Linked DNA regions of Anser cygnoides: region 2 is linked to region 1. The links are chromatin contacts, called in public Hi-C maps. All regions are on one chromosome and are shown on one strand. Each heading gives the region's core, a stretch centred on a gene start, on an enhancer-like site or on the middle of the called end of the contact. The rest is flanking DNA. Distances are from core to core; before and after follow the strand shown.

Evidence for each region. Hi-C and Micro-C count contacts between places; a contact is called where the count stands out from the background.
Region 2: a contact with region 1 is called in a Hi-C map of liver, with 4 times the contacts expected there. The contact joins the promoter of DNTTIP2 here to the promoter of FNBP1L in region 1. A contact is called at or near these places in 5 of 7 Hi-C or Micro-C datasets (fetal liver, granulosa cells and liver).

What each region holds. Positions count from the first base shown.
Region 1 is chr8:2,154,118-2,159,985 of Taihu_goose_T2T_genome, reverse strand. FNBP1L (formin binding protein 1 like) reads right to left here and starts at 3,698. Exons shown (of 14, transcript XM_048067071.2): 1 at 3,330-3,698. The coding sequence starts at 3,683.
Region 2 is chr8:2,316,792-2,322,659 of Taihu_goose_T2T_genome, reverse strand. It overlaps DNTTIP2 (deoxynucleotidyltransferase terminal interacting protein 2), which reads left to right and starts at 2,975. Exons shown (of 8, transcript XM_048067048.2): 1 at 2,975-3,457; 2 at 3,904-3,966; 3 at 4,212-5,868. The coding sequence starts at 3,356. It overlaps GCLM (glutamate-cysteine ligase modifier subunit), which reads left to right. Exons shown (of 7, transcript XM_048067050.2): 7 at 614-2,768. The coding sequence ends at 783.

The DNA of each region.
Region 1 (5,868 bases), core at 2,449-4,948:
GTATGCCCTCAGAGTGGCTCATGAGGAGAACAAAAACATAATACCAAAACAAACAAACAAACCTCACTGAAGTCAAAACCCTGAAAAGTGTATCTAAGTGAACAGCAACAAGCAACAATTTCTCATTACCAACAAAACAATGATACTTTGTTATTATATACACCCTTTCATCAGATGATTATTGCTTTACAATTCCTATCTATAAAAAAAAACCACCTAAGTATTACAAATAGGAGAATTTAGAGCACAGCAGTCCAAGTCTCAGAAAATACAATTTCAACTGGATGACAGACAACTAGAACCCAGATGTCCCAGTTCCCACTACTCTCTCATAACCATGAGGAGAAGACTATCATGCAAAGCAGTTCACTGAAGTATCCTGGTTTTAATGAGCACATATCATGACGTATATGCTGCAGTCACTACAAAAACAAATGCACGAATAATAAAATTATCTGTGGAACAACACTTAAAATTCATCACAAAAATTTTGTTGTGGAAAAAAGAGAAACATTTCACATAGTGTGGAAAAAAAGGTAAAACAAAAGTTCTAATGACAGAATGGCTTGAACAAATCAACATTTATTTCACTATTATTAGTTTGTATTATTTTATAGTGTTATCAAAGGATCATTACTGAAAGCAGTTACACACCAGGGAATATGCTGTTTGGCCAAGACGCACTAAAAACACGAAGCACCTCTACTTCAGCCTTCCCAAGATATATGTGCGTTGGCCACCGTATACCTAATTCTGAGTGGTGGACTTATAAAAATGGTTGACTGAAAGGCAAAAACGCCCAATAATCCACAAATAGAAATAGCAGCTGAAGAATTTAAGAATTAGGAAATACTGGCCCATCAAAGAAAATCTTTCCCTTTTTTCATGATATAACCATTGAAGATACTTTAAACATGAACAACATATGCAGCACTTTAATACCAGAAGAACCATATTAAACAGGTACCACATAAATATTGGACATGAGTTGTTTTTTCTAATCCCCTAGATTTTCTTCTGGATCCTTATTTCCCTCTAAATGTACCCTTGCACGCTTTTTACTTTATCAGAAGTACATACGGACTCCAGGAAAATAAATAAACAAATACATCAGAACTGCGAATCAGCGTCAAATACCAATGATCAGCATGAAGAGATACTAAGGAGCTTGACACAAAAACACCAGTGTACGAGGAGAGCCTACATACACATTTGCTTACAAACACATTGTGAACGTTTGCTCAACATCCAGAAAAAATGTCCTCCAGATGCGAGCCTTGATCCCACCAACCTGCCCTTCGGAACCCCAGGCGCCAGCGCTACCAAGGGCGAGGCCTCTCCCTGCTGTGCCCACGCCGAGCACAGCACACCGTGCCGCTGGATGCCCCGCGCCGAGCCGCAGGCACCCCGCTGCCATTAGCGAATCCAGCCTGGCTCTGCTGCTTCGAGGCTGCGCTGAAGGTAGCAGCAGGGGAAGACGAAGGGAAAGCCTCACAACGAAAACACAGCTAACACTTTAACTGCCCATTCTTTGCAGCCCTGTCTCCAAAGCTCCCAAAGCACTGTTTTTCATTGTGTTTTTGGTCTAGAGAGAAGCTAATATATTTATAAACAGAATTTTACACCAGAATTAAAAGATAAATGTTTCTCTGCCCACTTAAAGATGTCAAAGCAAACGTTTGATATTCTTTTCAATTGGTATGAGCAGCACTGAACTTTTTTTTGTGTAAGAAAATACTTGGCATTATAGCCCTAAGATACTATTTTTCAAAAAGCATGACATAATTCAACAAAAGTAACCCATTTAGAAGGTACATTTTAATATAAAAACTTAAATTATCAGAGAAGCTAGCTATATACCTACAAACAGACCATTATATATATATATATATATATCCGCATCTGTACCTTAAGGAAGTAGCTATCGCCTAATAGTATGAAAAAGCGTATTAAATTTTGCTGAAATAAAAGCAGTAGCATAGAACTTTTAGTTTAAATATCTGGCATTATTTCTTTAAACCAGCACAATAGAATTAGTGACTTAGGGAAAAAAATGTAGTAGGTCTAGATACAATTCAGGCACAATTCTGTGTCACAATTATGACACTGTAAATAAAATTGCCTTTTATTGAAATGAAGTCTGAAGTTGAAATCCATCTTTTTGTACGTATTTCTGAAGCTTTTTCTCGCAACACTGAACACCAGACAGAACACAAAACCTTAGCTATCATTCGCAAGCCGAACAAAGAAAACAAGATTAAGAGGCTGCCAAAAGGAACAGAGATGAGTAAGCTGAAAGTCTGGTTTCTGAAACGATACGTATTTAAGTACACGCAGAAAAAAATTCAGCGTTCTCCTCCAACGCACCACCCCGACTCTCCCCAGCACCAACCTATAACCTCTCCCGGGTAGGGGCGGGTGCACCAGACGACCACTGAGATCTTTTCCAACCTTAACGATTCCACGGCCGTAGTACACACAGGCACGCACTACAAAGGCGCACTCGCGCTGCTACTAACCCCGTCTCTTCTCGGTGCCGCTGGCCGCACCAGTGTCCATTTGGTCTCCTCACAGCCGAGCCGCGCGCCCCTCGCGTGCTGCTGCCCCCTGCACGCCCCGGCCGCATAGGGGCACGGCCCAAGCGACGGCCGCAGCCCCTCGGCAGCTCCGACGCCGCTTCCCCACACGGCACGGGGGAGACGGCGCTGCTGCAGCCCCCCCAACCCCGATCCACCCTAAATCCCCCCCCCGGCCCAGGCAGCGCCGCTCCCGGCGCCCAGCGCGCCCCGCAGCCATGCGGGACAAAGAGGCTGCTGGAGGCGCGAGGGGCGTCATGGCCGAGCCGCGGCCGCGGGCTGCTGCACCCGGGTTTTCGGGAATATTTTCCTCAGGGCGTGTGTGCGCGCTTCGCGCCCCGGTCCGCAGGGGGCCCGCCGAGCCCCCTCAGCGCTCTCTGCCCCGTTCCCCCCACCGGCTCGTGCTGGTGGCCGCCCCCGCTCTGGAAGGTTCCCTCCGGAGAAGCCCCCGGGGCGCGGCGCCGCAGACAAAGCCAGGCCCGCTGCTCCCCCAGGCCGCTACCGGGACCCCCACACCCCCCACGGCCGCCCCCGAGCCCCGGGTACGGCGCTGCCCGCCGAGCGCCCGCCTCTCAGCCCCGCCTCGGCGCCCCCCTTCCCCACCGCCCTCGGCAGCGCCTCTCCCCCCTCACACCGCCCCGACCCCCCCCCTCCCTTCGCCGGTGCCACCGCCCTTCCCCAGCGCCGAACAAAGCAGCCGGGCCGGGGGGAGGCGGCGGGTGCCGACACAATGAGCGGCCGGCCGGCACTCACCCACAGCTCCGTGCCCCAGCTCATGGCGGCTCCGCGGGCAGCGCCGGCTGCGGCTGAGGCGGCGGCGGGGACAGGGGGCGGCCGGAGAGGGTCCCGCCGGTGCCCTCGCTCAGCGGGGAGACGCGAGAGGCGGCACCACGAACGGCGGCGCTGCGAGCTGCGGCCCCGCCTGGCTCGGGGAGGGGGAGCCGCGGAGGAGACTGGGAGAGGGGCGGGCTCGGCGCGGGAGGCCGAGGCTGGGCCGGGCTGAGGCGCCGCTCCCGGGGGAGGCCCGGCGCCCAGCCTCCCTCCCGCGGCGCCTGGCGACCGGCCCCCGGCCTGATGCGCCGCCCGGTACCGGGCAGGAGGCGGCATCGGCAATGCTCCTTAACGACACGGGAGGGGTGGGAGCGGCCGCACCCCCTCGGCCCTGAGGGGACGCCCGGGGCCAGAGCTCGCGCAGCGAGACCCCGGCCCTCGCTGCTGCGCCTCACGGCCGGCCAGGCACGCGCTGAGTCACGGCGGGAGCGGCCCCGGGCACACCTGAGGCGGTGCGGGACCCGGCCCCGCCGCGCGGGTAGTGGTCCCCGGCGGGAACAGGGAGCTTCCTCAGCGACTGGAAAGGAAATGGTGTTAAATCCTCGCAATTTTTCCACCAAAATGTCCGTTTTGAAACCTTGTAGAAGGCAGAGGCTTGGAGAGCCATCAAAATTCCCCTCAAAACATCAGTTTTTGGTTTTCCTCCCATTTTTACTCAAAAATTGCAGCAAGGACTCAGTGAAAATACTGCTGTTCTGCTCAGTCTCCATCAAGAAAAAAACAGCGACTTAAATCCAATCATTTTTTTTCATTTCCAAAGTCACCTTCCAGGTATTGCTCGTTCACATCACACATAATTGACATTTAATCTTACCTTCTTCCTTATGAGAGCAAAATGCAAATTCTTTTAGATCTATATGAAACCATTACAGTAAGATAATGTGAATTATCAAAATAAGCAGATGAGATCACAGGTCAACGATGTCATTTCTGGAGTTAAGTGTTGGAGCCAGTCACATTACACTAGAAATGTATTTGGTCTGGGGAAAGCCACAAGCTGAACGATTCTGCCACGTGCTGTGGTGGCCAACGTAGAGGATGTTTTAGCAAGCCAGCGGTCACAAAACCCCAGATTTGGGCTCAAATTCCACACTTGGGCTCACTTCAATTGAACAGATGTTAATTCAAACAGTTTGTACATTGCATGTTACTGAAAACATTCACCAGGCTGGAAGCATTTTGAGGATTCTGATAATGAAGCACTGATGAATAAAAGAGTAATCAAATATATTTGAACTTATTCAATTCACATGCTTTTAAGGATTAGGAAGAAAAACTTAGATCAACTCTTTGCTTAGCTACTTTTTCAATAAAGTTTGATTTTTAGTTTGCTCCTAACCCAAACTTCTTCCTAAAAGAGCAATCATATGTATCTCAGGTGTGTTTACACACAGGTGCATTTCACCTTTACTTCAACTAGGAGCCACCTGTTCATCCATAATGAAAAGATCATAGCTCATTTCAACAAACTACAAATGTAACTTCAAATCAGTTAAAAGACATAAGAGCAGTTATTTAAGTTCCCAAAGAACCTGGAATTCCTAAGCAATATATAAAGACCTTAGGATCAAACCTAATTTTAGCTCACTGAAGATAAAATACAAGTCTTAGCAGCGTAACACTTAGTATCTCAGTTTAGAGAGAAGTCTGACATCAGCCACCATAAGGCCCTTTCCTGTTCAAGTACAGTCTTGCTTTAGGAGATTCCCATCCATACAGTGAGCTATGCTCTTCTCCAGTTTAGCAGTTCAGGATGTGAAGTGATCTAGCTGTAAGATGAGGGAAAAAGCCTACTGCATCTCTGCGGGATATTGCTGGAAGCATGATAATTAATCATTTAGAATTTTGACGTTGTTTCCTTATCAGGAACTGCAATTGGCCCTACTCCTAGACATAATTAAACAAATATTACCCCACAGATTTTATTCTCTTAGTCACACCTCTGAAAACATTTATCTTCAGAAAAAGTGCCGATGATTAAAGAAGTCTCACCCAAGGGACTCAAGAAGAGAAATACACTGAAGACATATTTAAGTAATTTTTACACACAAAAGCTCCATGATAAATTGCATTGTCTTAGTATCCTTATAACCCATTATCATCTTCTAGATGATGATGACAGCTTATATTTAGCTTAGAAAAAATTACTACTGTACTTAGCTGTTTTTTCCCATCATTGATGGATTAACAAGGGCTTTAAAAGAAAACTGCCTAATTTTATTTTTAGGCCAAATCTACACCACTCTAGTTATTACAATTGTTACATGTTCTGTTAAATCTGTTCACTTCTCAACAGAATCTACTCAGATTTACAAGTGTACCTAAGGATATTACCTTGGCAGAACAACAATTTGCGTAATTAATTTGGAGTGGCAGAGAAGTCTGTCTGGCACTCCCTGCGGGCACGCTTCCTAAAGACAGAAGCAGCTTAGCTTTCCATTGCCACAAAAATCCGCAGGAC
Region 2 (5,868 bases), core at 1,726-4,225, 160 kb before region 1:
TGTCTTGGTCAGCTGAAGAGCATTGAGACTATCTTTTGGGAGCACTCCTCTACAAAGAAATTGTTGCCTTGACTGACTTTCCAGAGGAAACTAGGAGAAATTGTATTTGTCTTCCTTTTCTGCTTTGTGGCATTTAAGCCTATTTTTCTTAATGCTTTCTTGGCTTTTGCTTATTACAAGCCCAGTTATGGGAGATGCTATAAATGTTGAGCTTCCTGTGACTGCGGAAGTAACTCAGTGCTTTGCTGATTTCAGACTTATACTTTGCTCTCTTCTCGTTTGTCTGGCTAGCTTCTCAATTTTAATTTTTGCCTTTTTCCTGCTAATAGCTCTGCTGATCAACTCCATTTGTTATTGTAGAAGTTTCAGTTTATTAGTTCTGTGGGAAATAGTGTTGAAAAAACAACAACAACAAAAAAACTTGTCATGAAGATTTCTTCTGTAATGTTCAACAGCTTTTACCCTGCATGCGTTCTGGAAGAGTGGATCTGTGGAGTATCTAGCACTGCTTAAGATCTTTGACTGTAGGCAAAAGCTTCTCTTATTAAGTGTTGCTTTTTGCAGCTGTTTACATGACATTGTTTAAAGCATGAATATCCCTTTTTAACTTCAGAATTACTTTGTGAAGCAAGTTTCCAAGAAGTTCTTCAGGAAAGCATCCAGAACGTCAAAGCACACGAATGGATTCCTTTATGGATTCTCCGATATTCAGTCATTGTTAAAAGCAGAGGAATTATCAAGTCCAAAGGCTATATCATGCAAGCTAAAAGAAATGCCTCTTAAAACACTCTCATCCTTTTTTCTTCTTCGAAATGGCCTACTGTTTTAATTTCTTGGGGATGGGGGAACATTGTTTTTTCCTAGAGAGATTTTTACAGCATTTATAACAAAGACCAAAAGTTGTAATTATTCAGTGTGATGTTAGCAGGAGTGTCTGCAGTGTTCTAACACTATTTTTCTTTCTTAACCTATTAACCAGTTCATTAAAAATATGAAATATTTGGGGTTTATTGTTTTTAATTGAAATGATCTATAAGAAACAGTTTAAAATATTTCTTTGTATGACCAGTTCACTGTAAGAGTTATCATATTTTAGCTACCATTAGGTAGTATAGAGAAACATATATTTTTTAAATTTAATTTCTATTAAATAATAGTTACTGTTATGGTAGGTACCTAGATTTAAAGCATTCAAGGACTAGTTTTTATAGAAAATTGTCATATTTCATGAAAAATGTCCTGAAAAAATAAACTATCTCGTTACTTCATGTGTATGTACAGGTAAATCAGCTAATTAATTTGTGTGGATGGGAAAATTGGTTTATTTTTAATACTGTGTAAGAAACCTCTGATTTAGAAAAGACGCATCTTCCAAATTACTTTCTATTACTTGAATTCCTGCTGGCTTCTTTGTGCCTCGATATTGTTTTAGTGTTTGCACAAGTGATGACATCTTTACAGTTTGAAATAGAAAATGTTTTATTGTATGAGTGTTTAAAATAAGAACTGGAAACAAATGATGAGAAATCTGTTAATCAGAATTCAAATTGTACCTGGCTTGTCCTCAACTGTTTGGTGTTTTCCGTTTGTTTGGTTTTTTGATACTTGGAAACCATGCAATTGGAATCAGTCGAGTGAGAACATGTTTGCTTCATGATCATGTAAAATGGATTATTATTTTGGGGTTGCCTAGGAAACTTCCTTGCTTGAGTGCCATTCAGAAATGATGCTAACAAGGGTTAGCTTAAACTTAGGTATATTTCTTTTTGGCAGTAGTTTAATGCACTGGCTTTGGTATCTTGGGGAGATTGCTGCAGCTAAGGCAAGGCTTCTGGTTTAAAAATAGTCTTTCTATTGAAAACGCCTTTTAATTTGCTTAGCATTTTAATCAGACGATATTGCAAAAGCTCAACCTGTATTTCAGCACGGGCTCTAAGTGTCTAAAATCAAATACTCCTTTTCCTTTTGATTTCAGGTAGGAATAGGGCTTTATACTATTACTTGGTAACTTATTTGTACATATTTTGAGCTTCAGACTGTAAGGAAATAAATTTTCACCAACTTCTTTTAAATTCTGTTGTGCAGGCAGCTAGTAGAATTTAAATGCTTTTAGGCACTGTCTAGAAATATTAGTTTACTATAAACCATTCCACTAAGTTAAAATATGAATTTTGATAAAGATACCTTTGAGTCCTTAATCATCTTATCTGTATGTGGCAAACTCCAGGAAATTCTTATGGATTACTTCGATTGTTTTGATAAATAAGAGGGAGAGAACTAGAACTAGTAATGTACCAATAAAATGTTTATTTTTTTCTCCTAATCAAAATGTGTTCTTTTTTATGTCGGGTTAGTGTGTATCAGATTTTGAAAAGGAGTTGCATTTTAAACTTCTGTACTAGCTCTGAGATGAGTGCTGCTGCTGATTAACCACTCTGTAATTTCTTTGACTGTTGACATTCTGTACGGTATTAGACTTGCATGTGTGTTCAGTTTTATACATTGAAATTCCATAAAATTAGAATTGTGCTAAAAACAATGTACAGGTTGTCCTAATGAAATAATTATTTTCTTCCTGACTATAAGCTGTTAACAGGTATTTTGCTGTAGAAAAGTACCTTTTAAGACACAATATTATTTTTGTAGTGGCGCTAAGAGCATAACAGTTTATCACGTTCTCATTATTTGTGTGTCAAGGTGGGAGCGGTGGGATTTCCTTTCATGGGAAATTGGAAAAAATGAATTAAAAATTGTAGGCTTTTAATTTATGCTATGTATAACTTCTCTTTCTGTTGATAATAGTATTTTACACTGGGACTTTGTCATGAGATGGTCTTAACCGTGTTTTTACGCTCGGGGATTTCCCTGTAAAATGGCACACCTCAGCCTTTATGTAACAGAAGGGGCACTCCCTACTGCGTGGTTTGATCATCTGAAGATGCCACGTTCACAAATTTAATATAGTGGATATGGAGAGGGAGAAAAAGAAAAAAAAACAAACACCAACAACAAACAACGCACAAAAAAAACCACCACCACCGTTGTCATTAGTGAAGATACGTTAACTAACGTTACGCTTTTCCCCCTCCTCCTTTACACTTTCCTAGACCCCATTCTTGCACCACTCTTTAAGCAGAGCTAAAGGTGGACACGGGAGCCCCCGGGTGCCTTTCTCGGTGCCTTTCCGTGCCAAGCAGAGCCAGCGCTGCCGCTGCTCCGTCAGTTTCCGGCGTTCGGCTGCTTTACCTGCGGTCTCCCGCAGGCGGCCGAGCACCCTGCCGGGGCCGGACGGCGGAGGGCAGGCCGCGCCCCGCCGAGCGATCCGGAAGGGGCTGGGCACGGCGCGGCCGACAAGATGGTGGCCACCAGGCAGGCGGCGAGGCGGCAGGGGCAGGCGCCGCCGGCAGTGGGGGTCACCGGCAGCACCCCAGGGCCCCGGCCCGCCGGGGCGGCGGAGGTGAGGGAAGGGGCCGGGAGGGCGGGCGGTGGCCCCGGGCTGCGGCGGGCTGCCTGCGGCGTGAGGCGCGGCGCGGCGGCAGCCATCTTCCCTCTCCCCCATCTCTTCCCTTGCTGTTAGCTGAGCGTTTGTCTGTAGCTTTTTCACGAGACACACGCACTGTCCTGTCAATATGGACCCCTTAGATAGCATGTTTTATGGTGATCCAACGTTATGCTGTGCTTCGGGAAGATCCTGCCACTGCAGAATGCTTTTTCCACTACAGAACAAGTTTTTGTACGATTTTGTCTTGCTTTCAAGGGTAACTTACAAGCATAATTAAAGAAGCAGATTGTGGCTAGTGTTGCAGTTGCTGGGAGACCAGTCTGTTCCTAAAGCTGCTAAAAATGGATTCAGAAGCCTTTTAGGTCTAATTTTGTAGTTGAGCAAATCTGCATGTGTTTCAGAATGTCACCTCTGGATTTACTTCCCATGACAGTTTGCCAGAATTTTGTGGAATGAGACAGAAGGTATCTTTTTATTTATATTTCTTAATGCAGTGGATTTCTTTATTCTGTCTTGACCAAAAGACACTAAACAAATGGATAAGAAAGGGATGATTTATTAATGCTCCTTTGACATAGTTACTTGGAGAGTTAACACGTTATCAGCATGACTAGATTTGTGTAAAGAAAGATTGTTAGTGATTTGTGTAGCATACTTTTTTATGAGATTATCTTATCCATTAATAACAGATTTTTCATTTTCTTTCTAGGGGACATATACTGAAATTGGTACTTCTGTATCTACAAAGATGCCCAGAAGGAGTAGAGCAATTTGTAAGCCTGATGTAATTAAAGAATCTGAGCTTGAACAGGTGGAACACACAGAAGCAAAATCAGATGCTAGTGATAGCTTAGAGATAAAAAGTACTAGAAATGAGAACACAAGTGTTCATTCAGCACAATTGGCTGCCGAACCCCAGGTTGATGGGGATGTGTCAGAAGCAGAATCAAACTGCTCTGCTGTGTCTGGTCTTCAGACACCTTTGATTATAAGAGTAACAAGAAGACGACAAATTGTAGTTCCTTATCAACCAGATTCTCCTGCAAAAAAAAGACACGACAAGACTGCTTTTCTAAACGAGTTAAGCAATACTCTAGATGAAGATAATGTCTCTGAAGCTGAATCTTGTTCTGGTGTTGTTTCTGGTGTCCGGATGCCTAACGTTACGAGAACTACAAGAAAAAGGCAAAGCAAAAAGAAGTTACAACCAGATCCAGTCTGTGAAGCCCAGAGTGAAGATATTTCTGATGCAGAGTCGTGCTGTTTTCATATGGAACAGCCCATTACTACCAAACGACTTACTAGGAGCATGCGAATGAAAGCACAAGCAGAAAATAATGAGGGAGTAAACAGAATTGTTTCAGAAGATGAGAATTTAATTGAGGACACAGTTAAATCTGAGCCATTAATAATTTCTGATTCTAGACTTGCTCCACAATTAGTCTCTGACAAAAAAGATGCTTCCTCTGTCACCGCACATAATAAAGAATCCAGTTTATCTACAAGCAAATGTTCTTCCAAATCTGCTAATGCAACCTTAAATGAAGATGTGAAACAAGACTTTTTGAATGATACAACACCCAGTAGTCTTACAAAAATGAAACAAAGTAGTAATACTGAATCGCCCAGAAAAAAAGCAATAAAAGATACACAAATTCTTGGGGTAGATGATTCAGAGGAAGAAAGTGACAAAATTCAGGAAGAGCACAGTAAAATACTTGTGACGGGGGTGAAATTAAAGAATATGGATCTTTGTTTAACTGATTGCATGAGTCCCAAACAATTGTTAGAATCCGAAGGGCAAATAACACCGAATGTAAGTAAAAAAGTTCCAGAATACAAAAGAATAGGTGCTGAGGCAGCGGTAGAGAGGTCTTTTGACCATGCAAGTGAATTAAGAAAGGATGAACAATCTAGTGCAGTGAGCAGCCCACGAGAGGATGCACCTGTTGCACAAATAACTGACAGCGTAGCGGGTAGATGTAGAATGCTTGAAATCAGTGTGGACAGTGGTGAAGACCAAACAGTAGAATATGCTGATTCTGTATCCCACAGCAGTGAAAGATCAAGCAGTGGAAATAATTCCCTTACATTGTTTCTGAGCAAAGATGAAAGTGATGAATCTGAAAATAGTGATGTGGCAGACACAGATACAGTGGAAGAGAATAAGAGTTACATGGAGACAGATGAAAGGACTCGTTCCATGAGCAAACCTTTAAAAAAGAATTCACTGCATGTTGAAGGGCTTTTTGTAATTGATACTGAGCCTGGCATGGGTTCCAACCAAAAGTATTACCTAGATCAGGTTGACCAAACTAGTGATGTTGAAAGTAAACATGAAGGAAATGAAAAAGTTGAAGAATCCT